2 separate regions of the Callithrix jacchus genome follow, and region 2 is linked to region 1. Evidence: chromatin contacts called from public Hi-C data. All regions are on one chromosome and are shown on one strand. The core of a region is the stretch at or near the end of the contact, and the rest is flanking DNA. Distances in the headings are between cores, read along the strand shown.

Evidence for each region. Hi-C and Micro-C count contacts between places; a contact is called where the count stands out from the background.
Region 2: a Hi-C map of induced pluripotent stem cells shows a contact between it and region 1, with 3 times the contacts expected there. The contact joins the enhancer-like site here to the promoter of SFT2D3 in region 1.

What each region holds. Positions count from the first base shown.
Region 1 is chr6:36,718,002-36,723,318 of calJac240_pri, reverse strand. It overlaps SFT2D3 (SFT2 domain containing 3), which reads left to right and starts at 2,325. Exons shown (of 1, transcript XM_078327028.1): 1 at 2,325-5,317. The coding sequence starts at 2,357. The coding sequence ends at 3,004.
Region 2 is chr6:36,758,761-36,764,077 of calJac240_pri, reverse strand. It overlaps LIMS2 (LIM zinc finger domain containing 2), which reads right to left. Exons shown (of 10, transcript XM_035304153.3): 2 at 524-683. The coding sequence starts at 679. Among named protein-coding and RNA genes, the nearest start is that of GPR17, 13 kb to the left of the region's middle. Within about 2 kb of position 2,402, at least 5 of the 16 cell types and tissues checked have an H3K27ac peak or open chromatin away from gene starts, as enhancers often do.

The DNA.
Region 1 (5,317 bases), core at 1,076-3,575:
CTGCACACAGATGGTTTTAACAACACAGGCTGGGGAGAGGATGCCAAGAGAGAAAAGAGGAGATACCCCAGGCACGGCCACACTGAGGACTCAGGAGGAGGGACAGCCAAGCTGGGGCTGAGGACTGAAACTCACCAGACTTGGCAATAGCGTCTGGCGATTTTGTGATGAATAATTTTCTGGCACGGTGGAGTGAAGACCTGTTTGAAGGGCCTCAAGGGAGACAGGGAAGCAAGTTCAGATGGTTAGGGTGAGTTTTGCTGCAGTGCTGGGGAAGGGAGGGTTTTGTTATGATCTTCCCTCTCTGCAACCAAACCAGAGCAGAAAGCTCATCCAGGGCTCACACAGAGGGACTCCCAGCGAAGGCCTCTTTCTGCAATGGGAAGCCCACAAGGCTAGAAACCAGAAATCAACCTAACCCTGCCCTCTTGTCAATTTTGTAGGTTACCTTGGGTAGGTCACTTTACTTCTTGGTATTTCTATTTCCCTCACCTATAAAATGAGCAGCACAGTCCTGCCTTTTCTATATGGTAGCTGCACAAATGATTAGGTAACAACACTGATGGGCATTCCTGTCCCCAGTCCACTTTCTAGCTCTGTGTATTTGACTCTAAGTACCTCATAGAAGAGGAGCCATGCAGTATTGTTTCTTTCTGTGGCTGGCCTATTTCACTGAGCATAGTGTCCTCAAGGTTCACCCATGTGTTAGAATTTCCTTCCTTTTTAAGGCTGAATGATAGTCCATCGTATGCATATATCACATTTTATTTATCTGCTGATGGACACTTGGGTGGCTTCCACCTCTTGACTGATGTGAATAGCGTTGCTGTGAAGAGTTGTACAAATCTCCGAGACCCTGCTTTCAATTCTTTGGGGTATATACCCAGAGTGGAATTGCTGGATCAGATTGTAATTATATATACACATACACACATATATGTATTTGTGTGTGTGTGTGCGCACGCGTATTTATTTTCAGGAACTTCCATACTGTTTTCCACAGCGGCTGTAGCATTTACATTCCCACCAACAGTGCACAAGGCTTCCAATTCCTCCATTCTTGACAGCACTTGTAACCTTCTGGTGTGTTTGTTATTTTGTTTTGATGGTAGTCATCCTAATGGTTTAGCCCATGCTAAGTGATCAGGACGGTCACTGTTATTATCAAGTGAGGTAACAAATCAGAATGTATTCCGAAAACGAATTATATCTGTCAGGATGAAACCAAGAAAACAAAGACCATGAAAAGGAATTTAGTGGGGGAGATTAGTTACACAGGGGATGGAAAGGCTGAGAAGCCAAACCACAGGAAGCCATTCTCCTAGGGCAGAGGACAAAGGACACAGGGCCACCCAGAGGAAGACAAGGTGGTGAGGGGAGCTGTGAAGGTAGCTGGAGAGAGAAGCCCAGGGAAGCCTGGAGGAATGTAATGTGAAAGGAATCTCAGGCAGACACCTGCTTGGAGGCTCTGAGAAAGAGCAGGGCACGTAGGTGTGGCCTGAGAAGAGATCAAGATTGGCCTAGCGTGGGGCGGGGGCAGCTTGTCTGAGTGACCTGACGATAAGTCAGGAAACCTGGGCGTGGCGCTGTCCAGAGCACAAGAGTGACACCGAACACAGGACAGCAGCACCGAGTCTTGGACACGGGGCGCAAAGGAGTCAAGGATGTTGCCAGGTCTGTGGCCGAAACTGAGAACCGAATAGAGAAGCAGGCTGAGCATGGTGGGGGTCAATCTTTCCTTTATCAACCCCATGGTAAGTGATCAGGATGGTCACTATTACTAAAAGTGAAATGACAAATCAGGACGCGACGTTCCCAAAAAACAAACCACCTGAGTCACACAAGTGTGAACTTTTTAAATTTTTATTTTGAGATCACTCTAAGTTTGTGTTCAGTTGTAAGAAACAAGAGAGATCCTGTGTACCCTTTACCCATTCCTCCATGTTGCAAAACTAGCACGACATCACCGCCACGGTAGACGCGGACAGGCCGTAGGGCATTTCCATCAGCAGAAGGGACCCTCTTGTGCCCCCGTAGAGCCACATCCACCCTGGCCTTCCAACTAACTTAATGCTGGCAGGACTTAGCCAGACCGTAAGGACTCCTACTCGGGACAAAGAAGAGGGTCAGGGAATGGGAGGGCGACTGAAGGCGGATTGGCAGCACGCAAGCCCGCGGTATTCCGGGACACAGCAGAGGTCTGCCGAGGAAGCACCCGCCTCCGCGAGTGCTGCGGCCCTGCCCCTTTCGCCGCGGCCGACCAATTGCCGCCCGAAGGCGGAGCCGCTTCCGTCCGCGGCAGGGGAGGGCCGGAAATGAGCGGTAGCTTTTTCCTCCAGCTACCGCCTTACCCAAGATGGCGGACCTCCACCGTCAGCTGCAGGAGTACCTGGCGCAGGGGAAAGCGGGCGGCCAGGCGGCCACGGAGCCGTTACTTGCCGCGGGGAAGGCGGAGGAGCCCGGAGACGGGCCGGCGGGGGCGTGGCTGGGCCGCGCGAGCCTGCGCTGGGCGTGGTCGCGGAGCTCGACGGAGTCGGCGGCTGCGGGCCCGGCGTGCCTGCCGAGCGTGACGCGCGGGCAGCGGCTGGCGGCGGGCGGCGGGTGCCTGCTGCTGGCGGCACTCTGCTTCGGCCTGGCCGCGCTCTACGCGCCGGTGCTGCTGCTGCGCGCGCGCAAGTTCGCGCTGCTCTGGTCGCTGGGCTCGGCGCTGGCTCTGGCGGGAGGCGCGCTGCTGCGGGGCGGCGCGGCGTGCGGGCGCCTGCTGCGCTGCGAAGAGGCGCCGTCGCGGCCCGCGCTGCTCTACGGGGCCGCGCTGGGCGCCACGCTATTTGCGGCGCTGAGCCTGCGGAGCACGCTGCTCACGGTGCTGGGCGCGGGCGCGCAGGTGGCCGCACTGTTGGCCGCGCTGGTCGGGCTGCTGCCCTGGGGCGGCGGCACGGCGTTGCGCCTCGCGCTGGGTCGCCTGAGCCGCGGCGCCGGCCTCTCCAAGGCTCTGCCCGTGTGAGGACCTCGCGCCCGCGCCACCTGGGAAGGACGCGGAGCCAGCGCCCGCAGAGCCGAGGACTGCACGCGGGTGTCGGGACCCCGCGGCGAAGGCCCTTCCGCGACCGCCTGCGAGTCTAAGTTGGGAGCGGCTGCTGGCACGGGAGGCGACAGCAGCGTCGGGAGCTCTTGAATGTCAGCGTCTTGTGCTGGACTCGGAACGTGCTCTGGAGATTTTGTCATTGAACTGGTGACAGGATATGAGACGGTTATTAAGTTGCTCTCGAAGTAGCTGTGGTCTTAGGTTCGGCTGAGTAAAGAAAAATGGCTTTTCTTCGAATTAGCTGTTCTTTTCTCAGGCTGTTTTGTCATTTAAAAATCCAGTGGTAGATGTAGGTTGGTGACGGTACTTTGTTGTTTTGACTATACCGAGACTTGGAAGTTGTTATCTCATGCTTCCGTGTCAGCGAATCCGGAAGGGTATCAGATTAAACACCGAATTCAGCCACTGGACTTTTAAAAGTACTTATTTAAGATGGTTTATCTTGGGCTTTTTCTTCAGTTAACGCCATCATAAAATAGTGCCTGATAACATGAAGGGAAAATTAGTTCTGTATTTCACGTCGAAAGCGATGGACCAAAGAAATTTCCTGCCCCAAGAAGCGTGGGATCCAGGAAGGGGCACGTACATGCATAGCGGTCTCGGAAGAAATCCTGCAAATAGGAAGATAATTCTACGTCCGGAATTCCTGTATCTGGTGGAAAGCATGGATTTCTACAAGCTCGAATTACTCTTCACTTTATGGTCTGCTTTGTAAACTAGTTTACAATTCGCAGGCCGATCTTAAGATGCTTTTCATATCTAATTGCCGTTTCCTTCATTTTAGGTTCAGCACTTACTTTTACCTACCTTAATTTATTGCCAGTATGAGCCTAACACTCTTGAGTCCAGAAAACTACGTCTTGTCAGTAGCAATACACTAGGAAGTAGAATATATTTGGAATATAAACATTCTGTGCCAGTGGTTCTCACACTTGACTGCTTATCAGTTACTTGAAGAGCCACACCTCCAGATCAATGCAGTCAGAACGTGGGAACTAGGTCCCAGGCATCAGAACCTTTTTTTCTTTATTTTTTTCTTCTTGGTGCCGTGACTCGGATGCATCAGAACCTTTTTAAAGCGCCACAGGTGATTCTGTGTTCCCTGAGGTTGAGGACCACTACTTTTTCTGTGCACTGGCTTGCACAGTTTGCAAATAATGATCTTACTGAGCTGGATCCCAGTGTTGCCTTCACAGGGTGTCTGTCCTGCAGTGCTGCTGCTCCCTCCAACCCCAAAATGTGTTTTCCTAAGTCAGGTCCCTAAGCCCTGTCCCAAGAAGTGACACAAGTGGCCAGCATTCACACTGTAGGCTTGCAGGCTACCCACCCTGAGTTTTGGTCAAGAACACTGCCTTGTTCCCTGTCAGTAAACAAGGTTACCTACCTCAAAAGGCTGCTCTTGAGAAAGCAAATGCAGTATTTTCAGGATGATTTATTTTTTCAGTTATAAAGACTTATGCCATTGGCTGCTCTTTCTAGTCCCCTAAATTTCTGTTCTAGTTTTAAATTTCTCTAGAATTTGCAATCGTTGGGGGTTTTACAATTTTTACAATGTTTATTTTGTAAACACTTAAAATTTTGACATTTCTCAGCTGTTGGCTCACACCTGTAATCCTAGCATTTTGGGAGGTCAAGGCAGGAGGTCACTTGAGGCCAGGAATTCAAGACCAGCCTGGGCAACATAGTTAAACTCCATCTCCACAAAAAAATGTTTAAAAACGTTGCCAGCTGTGGTGGAGCACAACTGTGATCCCAGCTACTCAGGGCAGGGCTGAAGTGGGAAGATCGCTGGAGCCCAGAAGGTCGGGGCTGTAGTGAGCTGCAGTGTACCACTGCACCCCAGCCTGGGCAACAGAATGAGACTGTCTCAAAATATTTTTTCTCAATTCAAACATTGAAAATACAGTTTTTATAAGCTCCAAGTCACAACATCTAGTATCTATTCTGACAGTGATGTTTTTAAAGGATATATATATATATTTAATAAAAGTAATATAGAGGTTTTTGTTTTCTTCTCAAAGTGTGATCTGTCAAGTCCAGTAGAGTTAAATGGTAAAATGAAATTTTTTTAAATGTGATCTGGTTATCTGCTTACTGATACTATATTTTTAAAGTTAAAGCCCAAAATAATGAAATTCTTTACACTAGAATCTCAGGAAAAGATGTCTAATCTTGATATGGGTTCTCTGGATCCAGTTTTAGTTTCTTGAAATTTGACTGCAGTTTCGCTCT
Region 2 (5,317 bases), core at 1,153-3,652, 41 kb before region 1:
CCATCACACCAGCCTCCCTGCTGCTCTCCACACAACCCCACATTATCCCACCACAGGGCCTTTGCGTGTGCTGTGCCCTCTGCCCAGTGCTCTTCCTGCAGAGATGGACGTGGCTCCCTCCCCTCAGGTCAACCTAAACTTCACCTTTCCTGAGCATCACCGAACCCCACCCTGTGAGCCCTGAGCCCCAGGGCATCAGCATCGCTGGTGGGCCGTGGGGTTGCTATGCTCACTGTCTGGTCCCCATGGAGGCCAAGCAACACCAGGGCAGGCTCTTCCTGCCCCCAAGGCCTGCCCAGCATCTGCCCAGAGCAGGCTGGTGAAAGGTGGCTGTCTGTTAGCTCCCAGGGCACCTAGGGCGCTGTTCACGTCTCACAGGTGAAGGATGGGCCTGTGCAGAAGCAAGCCTGATTCTGGGCTGGCTCCAGGCCTGGCTCTATCAGCAGTCGGGACCACTGCATGGTGCCCGGGTCTGAGGGCAGACTCTAAGCTGGTCTGAAAAGGCCCTTAGGAGCATCCTCACCTCGTAGAAGAGCCCCTCGGGGAAGGGCCGAAAGCACTGGGCACACACGAAGCAGTGCTCATGGTACAGCTCCCCGTTGCTGTTGACGATGCGCTCGGCGGGGGCGAAGCGGGCCTGGCAGCGCTGGCACACGGCATTGGCCAAGGCATCTGACATGTTGCTGGAGGCGGGAGACAGGAGGGGTAAGTCAGAGCTGGGCAGGGGCACAGGAGGGGCACACACAGAGGCCTGCGCCCGACAGACACATCCCGGATTCAAAATCAGGAAAATTGCTCTAAGCCAAGGTCCAGGCCGCTCAGTGCTTGTAGTGCCCACCCCTTGGGGTGTCAGGTGCCAAATCAGCTCCCACCTGGGCCCCAATCTCCCCTTCCTCGGGAACCAGAGAGTCTCAGGCACAGAACACCACCCAGCGCAGGTGAGCGGCTCTGTATTTGCACTCTTATTTCATCCCCAAGGCAACCTGGCAGCTACTATTATTGTGGCCTCTTCCAGATAAGGGACCTGAGCCTCAGAGAGGTTGAGTAACTGGCCCAAGCTCACGAAGCAGAGTGGGCTCCATACTAGAACCCAGACTGCTCAGTCTTCCACGGTCCCATCCTCTGCACCATGAGTTAGTTTCACACCGACTGCCTCCAATAAACACATAACCACCCAACCACGGAGAAGGCAAGAGGGTAGTCAGGTGCAGCGGCTCAAGTCTGTCATCCAGAGCACTGTGGGAGGCCAAGGTGGGTGGATCCCCTGAGCTCAGGAGTTTGAGACCAGCCTGGGCAATATGGCAAGAACCCATCTCTAAGAAAAATACCAAAAAAAAAAAAAAAAAAAATTAGCCTGATGTGGTGATGCAAGCCTGTAGTCCCAGCTACTTGGGAGGCTGAGGCTGCAGTGAGCTGTGCCTATGCCACTGCCTCCAGCCTGGACAACAGAGTGAGACCCTGTCTCAAGAAAAACAAAGGCAAGAGTGTGGATCTTTGAGATGAGACAGTGAAGGGAGCAGATCTCATCTGTGCTGGGCACTGCCTGTCCCCTGAGTCAGTGCTGGGTTTCCTTCTGGGAGGGGTGAAGTGCAAACTACAAGGGAAAAGCCCAGAGTGAGCCAAGCCCACAGTCAGTCCAGTCCCAGTGCCCTTCGGCACGACCAGGAGGGGTCTTTTAGACTCAGAAACAGGGTTAGGATGTAGCCCTAAACACCCCAACTGCCTCTACGACCTTCAGAAAACCAGACACCCCACACCTTTGACTAGAAAGGGAGAACACAGGTTCTGTCTCAGCATCAACTCCAGTGGGTCAGTTGTGGCGGCCTGGAGGGGTGGGCAGAGAGGGAGCCTCAGGCTTGCTGGGGAGTGATGCCACCAGCTGGTAACGTCTGCCTGGGTACAGCCAGGGCATGGCAGGACTCGAGTGCAGTGCCTTTGGGAATACCTCTCCACCTGCTCTGCCTCCCAGGATGAATCCCACCCAGCAGTCACTCACTGCTGTGGCATCATGAGGGGAATGCTTGGTGAGTGAGGCTCCTGTCAGGCTGTTCTGAGGCCTGTGATCTGGGCGGGGTCAGCCTGAACAGTGCCAACCACAGGGAAGCGGGGCCTTAGACAGGACAGGCCTAGGGCTGGAGGCCAGGGCTGCGCTCAGCTGTGAGCTCTGGCCATAAGCTGTGGACAGAAGGTTTCACAGGATGCTGCTGCCACATGGAGATGGACTGGAAATCTGGAAAGGGCACCCAGGCTGCCGTCCTTTCTTCTCTGCTTAAGGACTCATGTGGCAGAGGCCGGCTGAAAGGCCATTCGGCGACACTTTCTGGGCATGCTGAACTTCCGTCCACCCTGGCCTGCCCTCTGGTGTGCTTAGGAGACCAAAGCCCCCACCTGAGCCCACATTTAGGCCAGAGGAGCAAGGAAGCAGAGGTGGTGGCAACATGGGTTGGAAAGAACCCAAAAAGAAAAGATGTTTTGGCACCCAGCAGCCAGTTCTCGGTCCTCTCAGGTCTCTGCTGGTCTCTACGGGGCAGGCCAGGCAGGCCACCAGGGTGGAGGCTGGCCCCAAGCCACCCTAAGGGTTGGGCTGGGCTTCCCTAGGACAGGCTTGGTTTCCTTCCTGGAGAATGCTGTGAACCTCCTCTTCTGAAACACACACCCAAGGTGGCAGGGAGGACGGTACAGTGCCTGACCATGAACGAGACCTTGGGAGTCTTAGAGAAATCAGAAATCAACAGGAAATCCCATGACTCTGGGCCCAGAATTCCTCACTCCAAGGACCCAGAAAATGAAGCCAAATATGGACTTCCACCCAGCCCCAGCCTTTCAGATTGCGCCTTAAAGCCAGACCTCTAGACCCCAGTGAGTGAGCACACACCCCTCTCACCGGCTGCAGGCTCCTGTTCTCTGCCTCAGGGGCTGCTGTTTAGGGCCGGCACCCACAGGGCTGTCCCCTCTGGCTTCCAGGTGGGCTGACCCTCCTTCCATTGGCCAGGTGCTGCTGGGCTCCGTGCCCTTTGTTGGTGACGGGCACTCCTGTGCCACTAGCCCAGGCACTTCACCACCCTTCCTCCCTCCCCCCTTCACAAACGGACCCTCAGTTAGCACTCCCCAGTTACCATGCTTCCCACCAGGGAGCAGCCTGGCCATACCCTCGCTCCTCTGCCTTCCCATTCATCTTCCAGTTGGACGTGGGTGGCCCCTAACCAGTTCCCTGGCTGGTCCCCAGATGCCTCCAGTGAGAACATTGCCACCTGTGCCCAACAAGCCTTGCACAAACCTTGGCACAGGCAGGTGAGGTGTGAGGGTGACCACCTCCCTCCTGCCCCCAGGGGCTGCACCAGCCCAAGTCACAAGCATCAGAGGCCCTAACAGCAGCTCTGTGAAAGGCCCCACGACGCCCCAGTGGGGGAGCATGGGAACATTCCAACCCACTGGCAAAGATAGGACAGACAGGAGCCGGCAGAGACAACGGAGCCTCAGCACCATGAGAGAACTGCTTGCTGGCTCCTGCCGGGCAGGAAGAGAGGCAACGGGGACACTGCAAGGCGGGCAGAGGCCTGGGCTCACCCGCCCAGCTCTACCCCTGATAGCCCCAGCCACCGCCTTGGGACTGGAGAAGGTGCTCGCCTCTCTGGGCCTCACTTCCTCTTCTGTAAACAGGTGCACCAGAGAAACAGCACCCACCTCAAGGAGCCAAAGTGAAGAATGAATGGCACCCACGTGTCCAGCACAGAGCACCAGGCCAGCCAGGCAAAGCACTGGATAAAAAGAGCTATTGTTTTCCAGCAACTCTGGGAGCTTTCCAGTCTGTCTGCATGGCTCAGCCCAGGGGAAGGCCTGCAGGCTGCCTGCACTCCCTGCGAGAGGGCAGAGGGCCAGAGACATGGACATTCCATGTCCTCCTTTGCACATTCCTTCAAGAATAGGGAACACAGAGTCCACCCAGTTATCCCTCAGGAGACACCACTACCTGCCTCCAGCTGGAATACGCAGACACACTGCCCAGGGCACATCCAACCTGGAAGCCAAACCCCACACCTGGGGTAGAGCACACCATCTCACAGCCTTCCCCAGCCTCCCCAGCACCTCGCAATGTTCTCTGTCTTGACAGCCAACACAAGCCAATTTATTGCAAATGACCCTGAGTCTGGGGTGGGATCAGAGGAGCCTGCTCTGTTCCAAGCCTTTGTAAGAGGAGGAGGCTGGTTCCAGATAAGAAGATTGAAGCACAGAGAGGGTCGGTAACCAACTAAGGATCACACAGGATTGGACTCATGCTCCCCTCATTCCCTCCTGGCATTCCCCATTCCAGATTCTGTTTCTTCAATAACCCCAGCCCTTCTTCCATCCCAGCCTCCCCGACACCTGAGTCTAGGAAGAGAGTATAAGGACCTGGGAAGGGTCAGGGGCCAGGCACAAGGGGTCTGATCACATCCAAGATGAGCCTGTATTGCTGAGGCCACGTCAGCCTGAGCAGCAGTCAGGTCAAGGGTGTGTGCCCTGTAGCCAGGCACAGCAGGCTGCGACCCTGGCCCGTACACCCCCTGCCTGTGTGACCTGCAGCAGAGGAGTCTCCGAACCTCAGCTTTCTCATCCACAAAATGGGCCAGGAATCCTACCTGAAGGTACTTTAGGAGGGTTAAGGGAGGCGATTCCTGCAAGCACAGCCCATGCTCCATCCTTCATCCAACAGGTCCTCATTGAGCACCCAAACCGAGACAGGCTCTATTCCAGGTGCAGAGGGTTGCAGGAAGGGACCCCACTGCTGCACAGCCCAGGGGCAGCTTCAGACCCCCTGCACTACCTGGGCCTCCTCCCTGCCCCGCCCCCACAAAGCCAGCCGGTGGCCAGGGTCAGGGATCACCTGGCTATGCGAGGTCAACAAAAATTTACACAAAGCCAGCCCACCACGTCTTTCTAGCTTCTAGCCTGCTAGACAATTAACATGCTACCTTGGGCTGCTATACACAAGATGCATTGACACCATCAGAAAACAGACTCCAAATCGGTATGAACCCCGTCTGAAGTTAGAGCTTCTTCGGAAGCCCTCGCCATGCCTCTGCTCTAGCAGTTTTACTTTTAAGCAGGTACACCTGAAACATGTCACACTGACATCGGAGAACTGGCAGAGGACATGAACCAGAAGCTCAAAGAAAAACAAAATTGAGTGTCTAATAATCACAGGCCGTGCATGCTCAGGGCCGCCCCCCGCCTGACTGTCATCATCGTGCCCATCCCACCTGCATCTCAGCTGTGGTATCCGTACTGTGAAAATCACTCTCCAGCACAGCCTTGGGACCATCAGTGCCCTGGCCAC